Linked DNA regions of Arabidopsis thaliana: region 2 is linked to region 1. Evidence: chromatin contacts called from public capture Hi-C data. All regions are on one chromosome and are shown on one strand. Each heading gives the region's core, a stretch centred on a gene start, on an enhancer-like site or on the middle of the called end of the contact. The rest is flanking DNA. Distances are from core to core; before and after follow the strand shown. Region 1 holds the start of CLE19 (CLAVATA3/ESR-RELATED 19). Region 2 holds the start of ABCG21 (ABC-2 type transporter family protein).

Region 1 (7,639 bases), core at 1,591-4,090:
CTCGAAACTTGAACTGTACCAACAAAAAATATAGATAACTATAATGTCTTGACCCAAGATCGATACTCACGAGACAACGTTGCAAATAAATAATGGACCGATCGATATGACTTCTAACGAAACAAAACATTTATTGGTTGGGTTTTTTGATCAACTAGTCTACTAATCCACTATCTATCTTCTTCCGGAAAAAAACAAGTTAGACTTATATATACCGTCGAAGACGAGTATTTTTTGTTTTAACGGTGGGGCTAAATTACTACAACGTGAAGTTAGACGTTTACTCTACTCGGTTAAACTTCCTGGGATTATCGATCTTCGGACCCTTGCAAGATTTTTAGGATTTCTTTTAATGAAGTATGTTTACTTGTAACTTGTAAGAGTTAATTAGTTGACACTTGACAGATAATAACTTGTGTGAATGAACTCACCTCTTATATGTAGTCTAATGGGCCTTTTATCCGCCTACACTCTTGGGCCGTAACCCCTATAAGTTTTTGGGTTTGCTCATGGGTTACCCAGTTATTTTAGTTGGCTCACACAACACATATTTTTCTAACCTCAAATTTGTTTTACCGCTTCGATTTTCATCAGATTCAAACAACCTCCTCAAACAATCAAGTGTGGGATTCTAATAAGATATAGCAAATTAGGTAGTGTTTCAGGGATTGGATTACCCATTGTAATATCAGAACTTAGTACTAAGAAAAACAACCTAAAACCTTCTACAATTGCACATGCTACGAAATGTACTAATCAATATATTATAACACATGCAAAATGCAACACACCATTTATTGTTTGCCCAAAATCTAACAGTAGTTAATGGTTTACTCATGACTAACTGTATTTGTCAGCTTTAGTAGTATAGCCCTAACTAGCTAGTGTACGTAGAATTTGCTTCGTTAAAATTCAGTCTTGTCTTTTATCTTCTCGCTTACATCTGCCTCCATCAACACTAGTTTGCCAATTCTTCAGATATCCTTCTTTGTTTGTTTTAAACTTCAGAAATTGTCTGTCTTCAAAATTATGTATGATTGTCGTTTAACGAAACAAAATTCCAAGCAAAGATTTGAAATGTCTTATCAATATAAAGAAACGATTGATTAAATATATTATTTAAAATTTTCATTGGCTTGTGTTTTAAATTTTTATAACAACTAACCTTTTAGTTGTAAAGCTAGCTAGTTACTGTATATAGAGATTTCATAATCCATTATTTCTCTAATGCTTTTAAGTTTTAACCAATGTTTTCAAAAAATTTTGAAAATATATCATTAATTCCACCAGGAAATATTTGACATTTATTGTTACTCTCAGAGAAGATATCATTTAATAATTTCACTACAAACGAATTAGGAACATTGATTGTATACTATTGGAAAAACAACGAAAGCGTGTACAGAGCGTAAAATTAGCATTCTACATTGGAATGTGATCTTTTCTTAGATCATGGTGTGTCTTTGTTCGTAATGTATTAGCCTATTGTTTTACAGTTTTCTCTTCATCAAACAAGTTCCTAATTATGTGTGAGAGACTGTGAGTGTCGTTCCATTTTCTATATAGAACTAGTCATAGAGGGCTAATCCCAAAATATTGATTGGTATTGACAGTGATACTTGGTAGTCTACTTTCTTTTTCCTTTTTATTGTATCGTATAATCGTACAAATTCAAAAATTTAGGTTACATACTTATTTTAGATAGTTAAAGGTTAGTATGGAATCATAAAATAGTTTGAAGTTTTTTTTTCAATATTTCTTAGCAAAAATATATATTTCAACATGTGTCTGCATTTAAACTCTCATGTGGTTTGTTTTTATAAGTTTTATTGTTTAATTATAAAAATAAACATGTGATATTTATCCACTACTAAGTTTCACAAATAATATATTGGAAAGTCAAGAAACTGAGAGAAAGAGAGATGGTGTGAAGTTGAAAATGAGGAAAATAATCCTTTTGGGGGAAAAAGAAGTTAATGCGTTTGATTGAAATTGAAAGTGGCTAGTAGGAGGAAGTAAGTAAGCATGGGTTACATTACAATTTCACCTTTTCACTTACCTTTAAACTTCACTTCCAAAATAATTACACTTTTCATGTGCTTTGTTTCAAAGGTTTCTCTGATACTCTCTTCTTCATATAATAGAACCCATATATAATGTACTATATATATATATATATATATATATGAAAACTCTAATTAAGGTGTTAAAGTTAATTGGGAATGCGGAAGAACCAGAATATATTCACATTTCATGGTAAATTATAAGTTTTTCGTTTATTGTGAAAGTTCTTATGGGATGGACATATTATGATCATGTAGTTATATAGATTAGTTGCAAAATACAAATATCAATTTGCATGATTCATGTTTTTTCGAAATGTGCATTAACATTCGCCTCTATACAAAGAATGGTGATGATAGAATTGTCATAAAAAGAAGATGGACCGCTAAGAGGTCACAAATCTATTGCAATTCGTCGTCCATAATGAATCGTAAATGTATTTTTCTTAGACCTCATCAATGGGTAGCAGAATATTTGGGTTTTATTCATTAAGAAAAACTATTTATTGTATACAATTATAACATGTCGGCTTTACTGTTATCATAAATGTGTCCACAGGCCACTTAATGAGGCTAAGGCTTATGAATCTTCAAATCAAAGACATAATGAAGAACCTTTTTTTACCTATCGAAACGAGAAAAAGTGGAACATGCATGATTTCCACATAATTACCTAATTATTCTTAAGCTATTTCATTTAGTCAAATGCTTCATTTATTTATTTTATATGCACCGTATAGCTTGTATATAAATATATCCATTCTAATTCTTTTTGCCCTTTTATCAAACGTCGCTATTTATAACAATCCAGCTTTTGCTTTCCTCCATATTATATCCCCATCAAACAAACAAAAACAATATTTGACCAAAAATAGACAAATGAAGATAAAGGGTTTGATGATATTGGCTTCTTCTCTCCTGATTCTTGCCTTCATTCATCAGTCGGAATCAGCTTCAATGCGGAGTTTGCTGATGAATAATGGATCATATGAAGAAGAAGAACAAGTTCTAAAGTATGACTCCATGGGAACGATCGCTAACTCTTCTGCTTTAGACTCAAAACGGGTAATTCCCACTGGTCCAAATCCACTCCACAACAGGTAACTGTGGTAATTGAAGAACAATTATATGTGTATCTATGTTCTTGTGTGTTGTAAGGACATTTCCTAGTTAAGTTTCATTAATTACTCGATATTCTTTGCCTTTCCACACATCTTTGTTTATTACTACTGTACTTGTTTCAAAGTGATTTAAGGATATCATATGAAAACCCTTACCGGGACCAAGGTTGACTAAGCTTAGAAATCCTACGTTGGAAAGAAGAAGTGGCAATTGATGTCTCACTTGTTCTGTTCTCTGGTTCATATAGATCGATTGGAAAATATTGCATGGTTGATGTTTGTTCTGATCATATGAGATCATGTAAAGCCAATATATATTTACATACAATAACTATATATGTGTTTGAGAAAACAAAACTATATATGTGTATATATATATATTATATACATGGTTGTGAAATAAAACAAGGATTATTTAAATACTTAGAAGGAGACTGATATTTCAATTAATCTTTTGAATTTGTATTGTGTATAGACTATTGGACTTTTTGGGGCAGAAGTTTCTGAAAATGCAATTAAATTCACTTATATGTCAGAAGGAACTCACTTTATAGTTAATACATAGTGTCTCCCAACTCCCATCTTGTCTATGGTTCTCTCTCTCTTACGACTACGAATATGGATTAAGGAAATCTTGCAAGTTTTTTTTGTCTCTAACAACATTTTCAGTTCATGTTTCAACTTAAATTATAAAATCCTTGTTCAAGATACTCTAACGTTTTTTTTTTTTAATGTAATGTTAAATTAGATTCAAAAGAAAAATGTTGTTTGTACAACAAATGTATAGTGTGTTTGATAAGACTAAATACATTTCTTAGCAAAAATTCTAAATTTAACTTCTAGTTGCATAGAAAATATATTCTAAATTTAATAAATGCATAACAAAACTTGTGTAACTGGGGGACAGACCTATCAAGATAAATAAATTAAATCAAGTGACGACTTTAGTCACTTTAAAGATTATTTAAAACAGAAAGAACTACAGAAATTAACACCAAAAAAAAAAAAAAATTAACACCAAATAAATCACTTGATCTCAGACTTTCAGATAATAGGTCAAGGTTGTCTTTAACAAGAAAAAAAAAGACAATTATTTATTCGGAGTAATAATTGTTGGGCCTCTAGACAACTTGGTCCACTTACAATTGTTAGGCCAACTAACATGAGCCGGATAACAATCAGTATTCTTTCCTGGTCACGTAACTTAAACAAAGAGCTACGGAACTTTACATCATTTCTAAGTTCCTACAAAGTTTTATCGATACTGTTATTCTTTTATGGGGAAACGTTAAATAGAAACACAAAAATTGAGTCTACTAAACACCAAATAAATCGAAACACAAAAATTGAGGCTGATATCAGAAACAGAAATCAACCACAAATCACCGTTCAAATGTCATTCCAGTTGATGTCTCAAAACTTTTGCTCACTAAAACATTTTCTCTCTTAATAGAATTCTCTGTCAATGGTCACAATGTTATTAATCATGTCTCTTTGTAATCATCCTTTCATAGACAAATGAACATTAGCCATAAAGAGACACCAATATCATCTAGAGTATAGACATGAATGACTCAGTGTCTCTTAATGAAGTAACTTCCTAATAATACCGGTTAACTAAACCGGTTCAGTATGCTGCCAAATCATAGACCGGGTCCAAACTAACCATAAACCAACATATACTGTTTAATTATCATCGATCAAACTCTTCTCGAGAAAGAACCCGAATACCTATAACATTCGTACTATCAAGTGTGAGATAGAATAACAAAAAGAAAATCCACCAAAAACTGATTGGTCAGTACAAATTGCAAGAGAATTAAAAAAAAAAAAATAATCGCAAGAGAATCCAAAGATAAAAGAAGAAAATGGTCCTTCTTCTTATAAATGTTCCTTATTATATACAAAGAATCATTTAATTTCGTAAGCATTGATATTTTTACAAGATTGGTCAAAGTCTTTGCGTGCATGTTCTTTAGCTTTGATTTTCCGCCTGAAAAACTACCTTTTGTTCTTGACTCTATTCTTATAGAACAGAATCGGTACTACTGATCTAACTGACGTAATCTGACACTTTACTCTATTTGGTTTTGTGACAAAATATATTGTGAACAAAAAATGTTTGTTGTGGTCCGTGATTTATACCATTGTTCTATAAGTTCTTTACTATATAGAGTCTACTAAATCCAGTCCCTCTTTCCAAAATGATTACGGATACAATCACCTGTTATCCACAAGTTTGAAAGTACAATAACATTTACCTCTCGCGTTTAACCAAAATTGAAAATTTATTGGAAAGTTGAAAAATAAAAATGCATAAAATCAAAGAAATGCTGTAATTTATGATTTGTGGGACTAATGTTACAAATGTAATTGCTAGACGCTATACTGTGCATGTACCAACTACCAAGTTATAATTTTTTAAGAATGTGGCTATATGACTTACGAGGTACCCTTTTCCTTATCTATAAACTCCGTTTTGATTTATGATTCCATCCGAAGTATATGAATAAGCAAGCAATAGGACACAACCCACTAAAAAGAAAAAGCAATACTTGTTTGAAACCCGTTAAATCACAAATACTAAAATTTGAAAACGAAGATGCATCTACTCTGCATAGACGAACATAAATATTGGTTGCTTTTATGTATAACAAAGGTTGTAAAAATTATTTTGAAAAAAGCTTGTAAAAATGGTAGAAACGAATTAATTTCTAAGATATGAAAAATCTCAAAAAAAATTCAGAAGTTAAATTTTTTATATATCAAAATCGTGATATCAAACAATTTTAATTTTTTCAGTCAGTTTTTTTTCCTTCAATTTTATATATATTTCAAGCGGACACATAATCCCCTATAACTATAAAATTTTAACATATATCCAACTAGTTATGAAACATATACAAATAATAAATATGTTAATGCAAACTGAACACAACAGATCATATATATCACTAATCTACATATACATTTTTGTAGCCATTTTGTGAAATAAATCCTGGAGTTAGAATTTATTTACAATGGCTGCCACTGGATTTAAATTATTTGATTTTTTTTAATTAATGGTTTGAATCTTTATACGACAATTAATTGTGTAACAAACCAAAAAGATTCTAAATATATGGCAATCCCATATGTCACGCAAAACACAATAATTTAACTTCTCCTTATCTCACCTACAATATTCACTAAATCTTAAAACAACCAAAATTTGAACTATTTAAATTATTTGTATTAAATTTCGGCAATAAATTAAAACAAATGTGAAACAAACCAAAAAATACATTTACGATTCCGGAAAATGAGCAAACCCAATTATATGTGCAGCTAAAAACATTCTTTATTTTGGTTTGGATATTCCATGGAATTAATAGTCCATAACTTTTTTGGCATAAAATCATAATCACAATTAATTCCACAACTAATATTTAAACTTATAGAAAAAACTAAAATATCATGAGACGAAAAATATAGCGTGACGGATTTGGATTGATATGAAATATAGCAGGACTGGTTTAGATTGATATAACACAGATTAAATATTTATTTTATTATTTTATCATCACCAAATTTTTTAATTACAATATCAATATAAAATTATATAATTTTAATACTAAACTAAAACTTTAAAATTTAATATTATTATTTATAAAAATAAAATATTTGCCCTGTGGTATACCACGGGTTAAATCCTAGTATATAAGTAAAAGACTAAATGAATATCAATATTTACACAATCACTTCACAAATTTCGGTATCTAATATTGTATTTTGAGGTTCACACTGATCTCATTAGAGGCTATTTTTTCAAGTGACTAAATTTTGTAATGATTTGCATATTCTACATAACTTGCTTTATCCAAAGGTGATTTTTTTTTTCCCATAACCCGTACACGTTTCCTCAAATATATCTTACTAATACTATAATGTATTTCTGAATTAGTTAAAATTTATACAAAGTGGTTTATAAAGTTTTTGTATGGATTTAGATTAATTCATTTTGAGCAAAGTGAAACGAAATTCAAATTTTGTATGGCTGAATAGGTTTCAATTCAACTTGAATTATAATCTATGAAATCCTATTGACGAAAAAGGAAAAAAAAATATAGGTTTAACATTAAACAGAAACAAATTAGCTTACAATACTTTCTACAAGTACTTTATAACCCTTGATACCTTTTATCGTAACAATAAGTAACGTGAAAGATTTATGTTGATATAAAAATAGCTAGCTCTATTCACGTGAAAGCTTTATGTTGATATAATAATTCTCCCACATTAAGTAATTAATTAAAATAAAATATTAAAACTGTTTAATACAACCAAAGTAGTAAGGCGTAAACTTATTAAGGAACGCGTCTTAATTACCTGGTTTTAGGTTCCTTAATGCTTGCTTGCTTACTCCATCATAAAGTTTGTAGATAATGTCTAATATTGGAAAACGAAAATGGCATT
Region 2 (7,639 bases), core at 2,901-5,400, 550 kb after region 1:
AAATATATATTTTCTTCTGTCGATTATGGCACTACTTAAATTTTTATGTATGACTTTAGAGAATAGGAAAAAGATCATGTTTCGTCGTCATGGAATTCTAGAAATTAACCCTTTGCAATATAATAGGGTGTATAGTTGACTTTGGAAGTATTCTTGACTTCCTTGACACGTGACTTTATAATCATCAATGACGTCATGGATTCGTAGTTGTCATTAATATCACGATAATCTGCAATTTATTCGAATAAAAAAAGGGATCGGAATCAAAGCTTCTAGATATCATAAAAGAAGAAAGTTCATTCACCTGACAACCATTAATGAAACAAAATCAGTCACACACACATATCTTCTTTTCTTCCGATAGCATTCACATAGGAGGTTTATGTTGTTGTAATTCAGATAAAAAAACAAGATAAGCTTTACTGAAACAATTATAACTTTTCTACGTCCGCAAGACCATAACTATTGTATGGAGAATATGTAGCAAAACTTTTGCTGCAAAAGTGTTAAATATTGAAACATTTAAATTCCCTTTTATCATTGTAGCAAAAGCTTTAAATATTAGATTGGAAAGCCCTTTTAATTTGGATAATAATGTAAAACATCTTAGAGAAATAAAACTGGTGATGGTACATCAGACCCAATATGAAGAAAAGGGGGCTGCTGCTCCAATAATTGACAGACGAAAGCCCAATAGGAAAATCCGAAACCATAAAGAATTTTAAGACCACAACAAAGCCACTCATGTTAGTAAATTAATACGTACCAATTCATTACGATGTAATGTTTTGTAGTTTCTCCATAATTATCTAAAACTGGAAAAAGAAAGACTTGGGACTTTCACGTATGAATGCATGGGTCCTTAAATCAGATACAATAACGAGCAGTAGATTCAAACACAAAAATTATAATTTGAAACAATATGGGTATATATGTACTGATCTAATCAAAACTTGTAAAGTAACGGTTACTCCTTTTATAATAAATACTCCTTTATTGGCCTGACTAATGGTTAGTTCCACTTTGATTTTCAATAGTAGGTTCTTTTTTTCAATTTTAAGTAATTGCAACTATAGTAGACCGGAAACCTGCAAGAAAAAATGACTGATGACTATATCTAACACTTGCCTTATACATTAGTTAAATAAACACACAGATTAAAAGGTGTCACAAGTTCCTTAGAGCTAAGTAAGCTAAAACCCTATAAAGAAGCAACATAACGGCAAGAGCCAAAACATCCCACATCATATTCCCGATTCTCAAATTCTTAATCCCTTCGTAATCCATAACACTACAATGCAACCCTGACCCACATTCATAAACCTCATCCCATGTGTATTGAACCCCAACAAGAAGCTTATAGCAATAATGGCTAAACGAAACATACTTCAACCACGCGATGAAACCCGGAATATGTTGAATATAGTATCCTCCGGCTAGTAAGAACACTAGCATTAACACCGAAGACAATGTCGCGGCTTTCTTTGCGTCCATCAAGATTGCTCCTAGAGCTAACCCTACGCCTTGAGCTACTAGAACATTGTAGAGAACGATCATAAGGGTCATGATGAATGTGGTTAAAGATGGCTTAAGACCTCCCATCCAATATGTGATTGTGACAAATATCGTTGGAAGAATGAGTTCCATTGGTAAATCGCCGACTGTTCTTGCTATATAGTAAGAGGAGAGCCTGTAGATTCCCGAGGATCGCTCTTTTATAAGCATTGGTCGTTCTTGAGGGAATGTAAAAATGGCGTTAAAGAGAGGGAAGAATCCCCAAAATATCGAGAAGAAGAACAATAAACCCACCTGTTATAGTGAACAAGAGGAAACATTTAAACCGTTAACGTAAACATAAAACATGAGAAAAATATATTTTGGGTGGAAATGTTTGTATATATATACTTTTTATTTTAAAATAAATTTTAGTTATATATACGGTGTTTTTCTGTGATGCCAACTACTCAAATAATTATTTATGTTTAGGATAATCAAAATTTTAATTAATACCATGGTTTATTTTGTTTTACCTGATCTTGTAAATGAGCAACGCGAGAATGCCACCACAAGAGGCCTGAAAGTAAAGAAACTGACATGACCATAAATATTCTGAGTCCTGAAAATGATTCGTGACTTCTCTCTTTTAAACCTCGTTTCAGTAGAACTGAGAATTGCATCCACCAACTCGTTGGCCATCGATCTTCATAAATCCAAAAACAACGTACGACATTATGATAATTGAGATCAACAGAAAAATTAAGTGTCATTGTTAAATGTTATGTAATGACACGAAAAGACTTACTTGTTATTGCCTTTTTTCTCAATCTAGCGTTCGTTTGATCTTGTGGAAACGTTCTAGACACTTCTTCTTTCAAAGGTGGATACAAATTCTTTTTGTATGACGATATTAACGATTGTTTCACTGAGTTTTGTTCTTCAAGCCGATCTAATCTTCCATTAGTTTCGATTTGATCATATTGTTTTGTATCCGAAGTAATTCCTGCAAACATTTATTCAAAAAAAATTTTAAAACAACAAAACTTGTATGCTATATAGTCAAAAGCAACATATAAACACATGATTTATCCCACTATTAACATAAACCTTGTAATAAATATACAAAGAATGGGATAGAATTGTCGTTGTCACATATCTCATGATGCACGACCAAACAAAAAGAAAGAGTCTAACTTTACACCCGAAGTTAGCTGTTTCAAAACTTTTTTCCCTTTCAAACTAAAAACATAAATGAATTTCGAATAGGTTCTGTACCTACCATGGACCGGGACATGCAACGGTTTGTACTAGTGGCGTAGTCGTGTTATAACTCAGTTTCATTTCCGATAGTATGCGTGTATGAATTGTAGACGATAACTAAAAAAGATTTAATACTTACCGTTAGCAAGATCAAGCACGAAATCAGCCGGGTTAACGAAACTGGATCCGGGTTGATACCCAATCGAACCAAAATATTCCATGACCCGACCCGAATCTCCACTATAAATAGGACACCCTTCCGATAAAACCAACACTTTATCGAACATCCGATAAAGCCTACTCGACGGCTGATGAATCGTCGTCACCACCGTCCGACCACCACGTGCTAGCGATCTCAAGGTGGCGACTATACGAGCCGCCGTGGTAGAATCAAGCCCCGACGTTGGCTCATCAAGAAGCAACAAACTCGGATTCACTAGCATTTCTTGTCCAATACTTACCCGTTTCCTTTCCCCACCCGAAATTCCTCGGATCAACCCGCCTCCGATAACACTGTTACAACACCGGGTCAACCCAAGATCCGAAACCACCATCTCCACCTGCTCTAGTTTCTCTTTCCGGGTCAACTCTTTTGGTAAACGGAGCAAAGCCGTGTACGTTAGCGTCTCCATGACCGTTAAGTGTGGGTAGAGAACATCGTCTTGTGTAACGAACCCCGTTTTCCGTTTAACTGAGCTTGTAAACGGCTCTCCGTTATAGCTAACGGTTCCTGATAACTTCCCTTGTAAACGGCCGGCTAGCGCCGTTACTAGCGTTGTTTTGCCACTCCCTGATGGACCAAGCATTGCTAGTAACTCCCCTGGTTTGACTATACCACTTACACATTTGAGGACTAACCGGTTCGGTTTTGGTTCTTGTGAACCGAACCAATAGCTTCCTTTCCCGGTTTGTGATTTGATACTGTACGTCAACTCCTCAAACTGCATTATATCCACAAATTAAAGAAAAAAATGAGAAAAATTACTGTACATAATAATTTGAGATATATTTATAGTGTATTAATTTAACGACCTTGAGGATTATAGGACGTAAAGATTGACGTAGAACAGAAGATTGTCTTGATTGGTGACTCGGACCGTCGTGGTCGTTATCGTCGTCAAGGCATGGGTTTACATGACTTGGAGAGCTAAACCGGTTTTCTTGAACCGGACTAGTTTCGTGTCGGTTTGCGCTCGGTGTTTTCGGAAAGCTAGATTCTTGCTCATTAGGAGGCATCATCTAGAGAAGGAAAGAGAGATAGAAAAAGAGAGAGACGAAGAGAGAGATTTGGTGTGTTGTTTTGATAAGTTCACATGTTATGCGATGTGTATATAAAGGAAAGAAGTGGGAACTCTCTTTATAAGATATGTCATTTAACATCCAAAAAAAAGAATTATTGATATCGAGAAAAAAACTAATACCGTTTTATGAAAAACAAGCAAAATACACGGTAAACAAAAATTCAGTTTATAATATAGTTACAATAACCACAAATAATCAATGTCTTCATTGCCCTGATTACAACAATAAAAAATATGTGTCCTTTTGTATATACAAAAAGAAATATATGTTCTCCTTAAACTTATGAATTTGGAGTGGTCGTCGCACTACCAACCCCTATACTTAAACCTGCATTTCATAAGATGAACTAAATTGATAAGTGACAAGTATTTAATACATTACATAGGTTGTTATGTCCTATCTGAATTTACTCCCCACAGTAAAAATATGAATTTTTTTTTCTAATTAAATATTTAATTTAAACGTTGTATACTTGTATAGCTAACTATTTTGTCTTGTAAAAAATGTGCTATATCAGTTTATACTATCCCCGTTGGCCGTTTATAGAACGCATGCCAATTTCAACATGTAACGTACTAGGTTATATGTCGTGGTCTTGTTACATATGTTTTACTATAACTGTTGTTTTAAAAAAAATTCCACATGACAACCATTAATGAAAAAAATAACAGTTATTTTTACAGAAATTTTGTACAGGACAAGATATTAAAAACAACTGTTAGACAAAGTATAGACAAAGTCTTCTTTCTCTTGAACACGTAGCATGTTTATGGCGTCATGGCATGGAAAAAACATAAAGTCTTTTTTTGAGAGTGACAAAAGCAAAGCGTTTTACGTTGTTTCTGGTCCATACTTTACATACTATGAGTCTTTGATAATTTAAATTTTAATTAACATGGGCACAAATGCACCAATAATTATTAGCAGCATTTCTACCTTTTTAATTGACGCTGAATATTTTTTATTTGTGTGATTCGTTGAATTAAATGAAGAAACGTAGCCAGAAAAGAGAAAAAGAAATTAACATTATTGTTACAAGAGTGGTTGGATTTGACACCAAAAGAGAAAGCTAAGAACATTACAGAACAAAGTTATATATGCTTCATTGCGACACATTTATTCTACAGATTCTATTCAAAGATCAGCCTAACCAATACAGCTGTATATACACACCACCATCCATCCCATATGAGCAATTTGTTTTTTTCTTTCTAGAATTAATATTTTTGTTGCAGATATTAATAAGGGGATAATATGAATTTACTAAAAACAGTGAAAATTATTTGACCATATATGTTAACATTATCCTTGACCCCTAAAAATATATATTACCAAGTCCTTATTTTGGATGGAGCTAGCTTGAGAGAGCTAGGTGTTGCCCCAAAAGCTATTAAAACGAACTTTTAATCTGATTCAGTTAAGTATTTATATATTTTCGTAGGAAAAAAAAAATAGTATTATTCATCCAAATTGGAATGAAAGAGATCATATGAAAACTATATATAATGTACTAAATATAAACACCATCATCAATTGTCAATAATCATAATCAAAGTTCGTATAGGTAATGCATATTCTCTTGGAAATACTAATGGCTCCACTGAGCTCATATGTTCAATTAAATACTGATTTTCTTTCTTGAGGGATTTTCAGAACATTTTAATTTTCTGAAATCGATTTTTGTTTGTGTTGTGTGTGATTAATAGGTGCTCTCTTTCGAACGTGGCACTTGCTAGTTCGATGCTACCGATTTTGGGTAAGATTGTGTCTTCTCTTTCTTAAAAAGATAGTCTTCGTTGAATCATAATGTGCTCCAAACATTTAGGTCTTTTTCCCTAAAAAGAATCAGCTTAATAAAAAACATTTTATGAGATTTACAAAAAAAAATAAAAAATCTTTTATCACGAAGTCTATTTGTTTAGGTGTCCGACGAATAACGATAAACATTACAAAAGAAGAAGAGGCGATTAAGATATTAATCGAATCGTCATAATATAAAATTTCCCCAAATTCTTTTCTATTTTATAGCTTTATGCCGAACCAAATCCTAAACACTAATCATTTACTAAGTGACTTTGTAATTCTAATTCAGCTTTAATGATGATACGTTTCAGTTGCTTTTCCTTATCTTTATTATTATCACATTGAAGAAAAATAAAGAAGAGTACATGACATTTAAAGATATTAACAAGCAATAGAATACTATTGTAATAAAAAACAATGCTAAATGTGAGTTGGTTGAAGATATTGTATATAGTATTTATATAGTTAATTATCTTCCACTTTCTCAATCCTAATGTGTAATCGTGTTGCTAGATATAAAGTATTTGTCACGATGGAGAAGTTATTGAATTCAGAAATTGATATAGAAAGATATAAGTGATGGTTATACGGGGTGTTAAAATGGGTTAAAATTTATGGGTCAATTTAATTCAATTCAACCCATGAATTTTAATGAGTTGAAATTTTTAACTCAAATGAGTTAATGGGTCAAATGAGTTGATGAGTCAATTGGTTTGAGGAGTAAAATGAGTTGGGTTGTAATGGTTAATGGTTTCAATAGTTTACCCAATTAACCCATCAAGTGTTGTAAAATTGAATTAAACCCGTGATTTTTCTGTCAAAAACGTAAACCCGTGATTTTCCCGCCAAAAACGTAAACCCGAGATTTTTCCACCAAAAACGTAAATCCATAATTTTCCCGTCAAAAACGTAAACCCGTAATTTTCCCGCTAAACCCGTGATTTTCCCGCTAAAAACGTAAATCCGTGATTTTCCCGCAAAAAACGTAAACCCGTGATTTTCCCGCCAAAAATGTAAACCAATAATTTTCTCGCCAAAAACGTAAATCTGTAATTTTCCCGCCAAAAACGTAAACCTATAATTTTCTGCCAAAAACGTAAACCCGTGATTTTCTCGCCAAAAACGTAAATCCATAAAAAGTGGAATCCGATATCCTAAGTTTGATGATAATGAATTAATAATGATAATTATTTATTATTATTTTATACTAATTATTAATTAAATTATTACTTAAATGGGTTAACCCATTTAACAACTCAACCCATCAAATTAAATGAGTTATGGGTTGATCCAACCTATTTAACAAAATGAGTTGGGTCAACCCATAACTCATTTAACCGTAAACTCATTTGATTATGAGTTGAGTTGAGTTGGGTTACCAATTTTGACACCGCTAGTTATACGATAGAAGATAACTAAAGACACTTTAATAATCTCTTAAAAGAGTTTATCTTATGAAAGTCTTAATTATGCATCTTCAACATGAAGCATGTAAGCTTGTTGCTATGCCTACGAGAAGCCATTTCAAACTAAAAGCAGCTACTGGGAAAGAAGGTCTAGATTAGTTGATTTAATGAAGAATGTTCCTTATTAAATTGTTGTGGAGAGTATTTTATACTTCGGAATTGGAACAAGGCTAGATTTTGCATATCTTGTTATAGTCTAATTAGCATTCTTGAGCAAACATGTTTACAAAACATTGTCAAGCAGCCATGCAGTCAAATGAGTGGGTCACATTAAATACATCAAGGGAACAATGATGAATTACATACATTGG

Evidence for each region. Capture Hi-C pulls out chosen DNA fragments and counts their contacts.
Region 2: a capture Hi-C map of seedling shows a contact between it and region 1, with 3 times the contacts expected there. The contact joins the promoter of ABCG21 here to the promoter of CLE19 in region 1.

The regions. Positions count from the first base shown.
Region 1 is chr3:8,766,006-8,773,644 of TAIR10.1, forward strand. CLE19 (CLAVATA3/ESR-RELATED 19) reads left to right here and starts at 2,841. Exons shown (of 1, transcript NM_148747.3): 1 at 2,841-3,690. The coding sequence starts at 2,943. The coding sequence ends at 3,167. It overlaps AT3G04645 (a long non-coding RNA gene), which reads right to left and starts at 4,728. Exons shown (of 1, transcript NR_141112.1): 1 at 4,514-4,728.
Region 2 is chr3:9,315,510-9,323,148 of TAIR10.1, forward strand. It overlaps ABCG21 (ABC-2 type transporter family protein), which reads right to left and starts at 4,151. Exons shown (of 4, transcript NM_113460.3): 1 at 3,790-4,151; 2 at 2,897-3,698; 3 at 2,303-2,500; 4 at 565-2,200. The coding sequence starts at 3,996. The coding sequence ends at 2,004.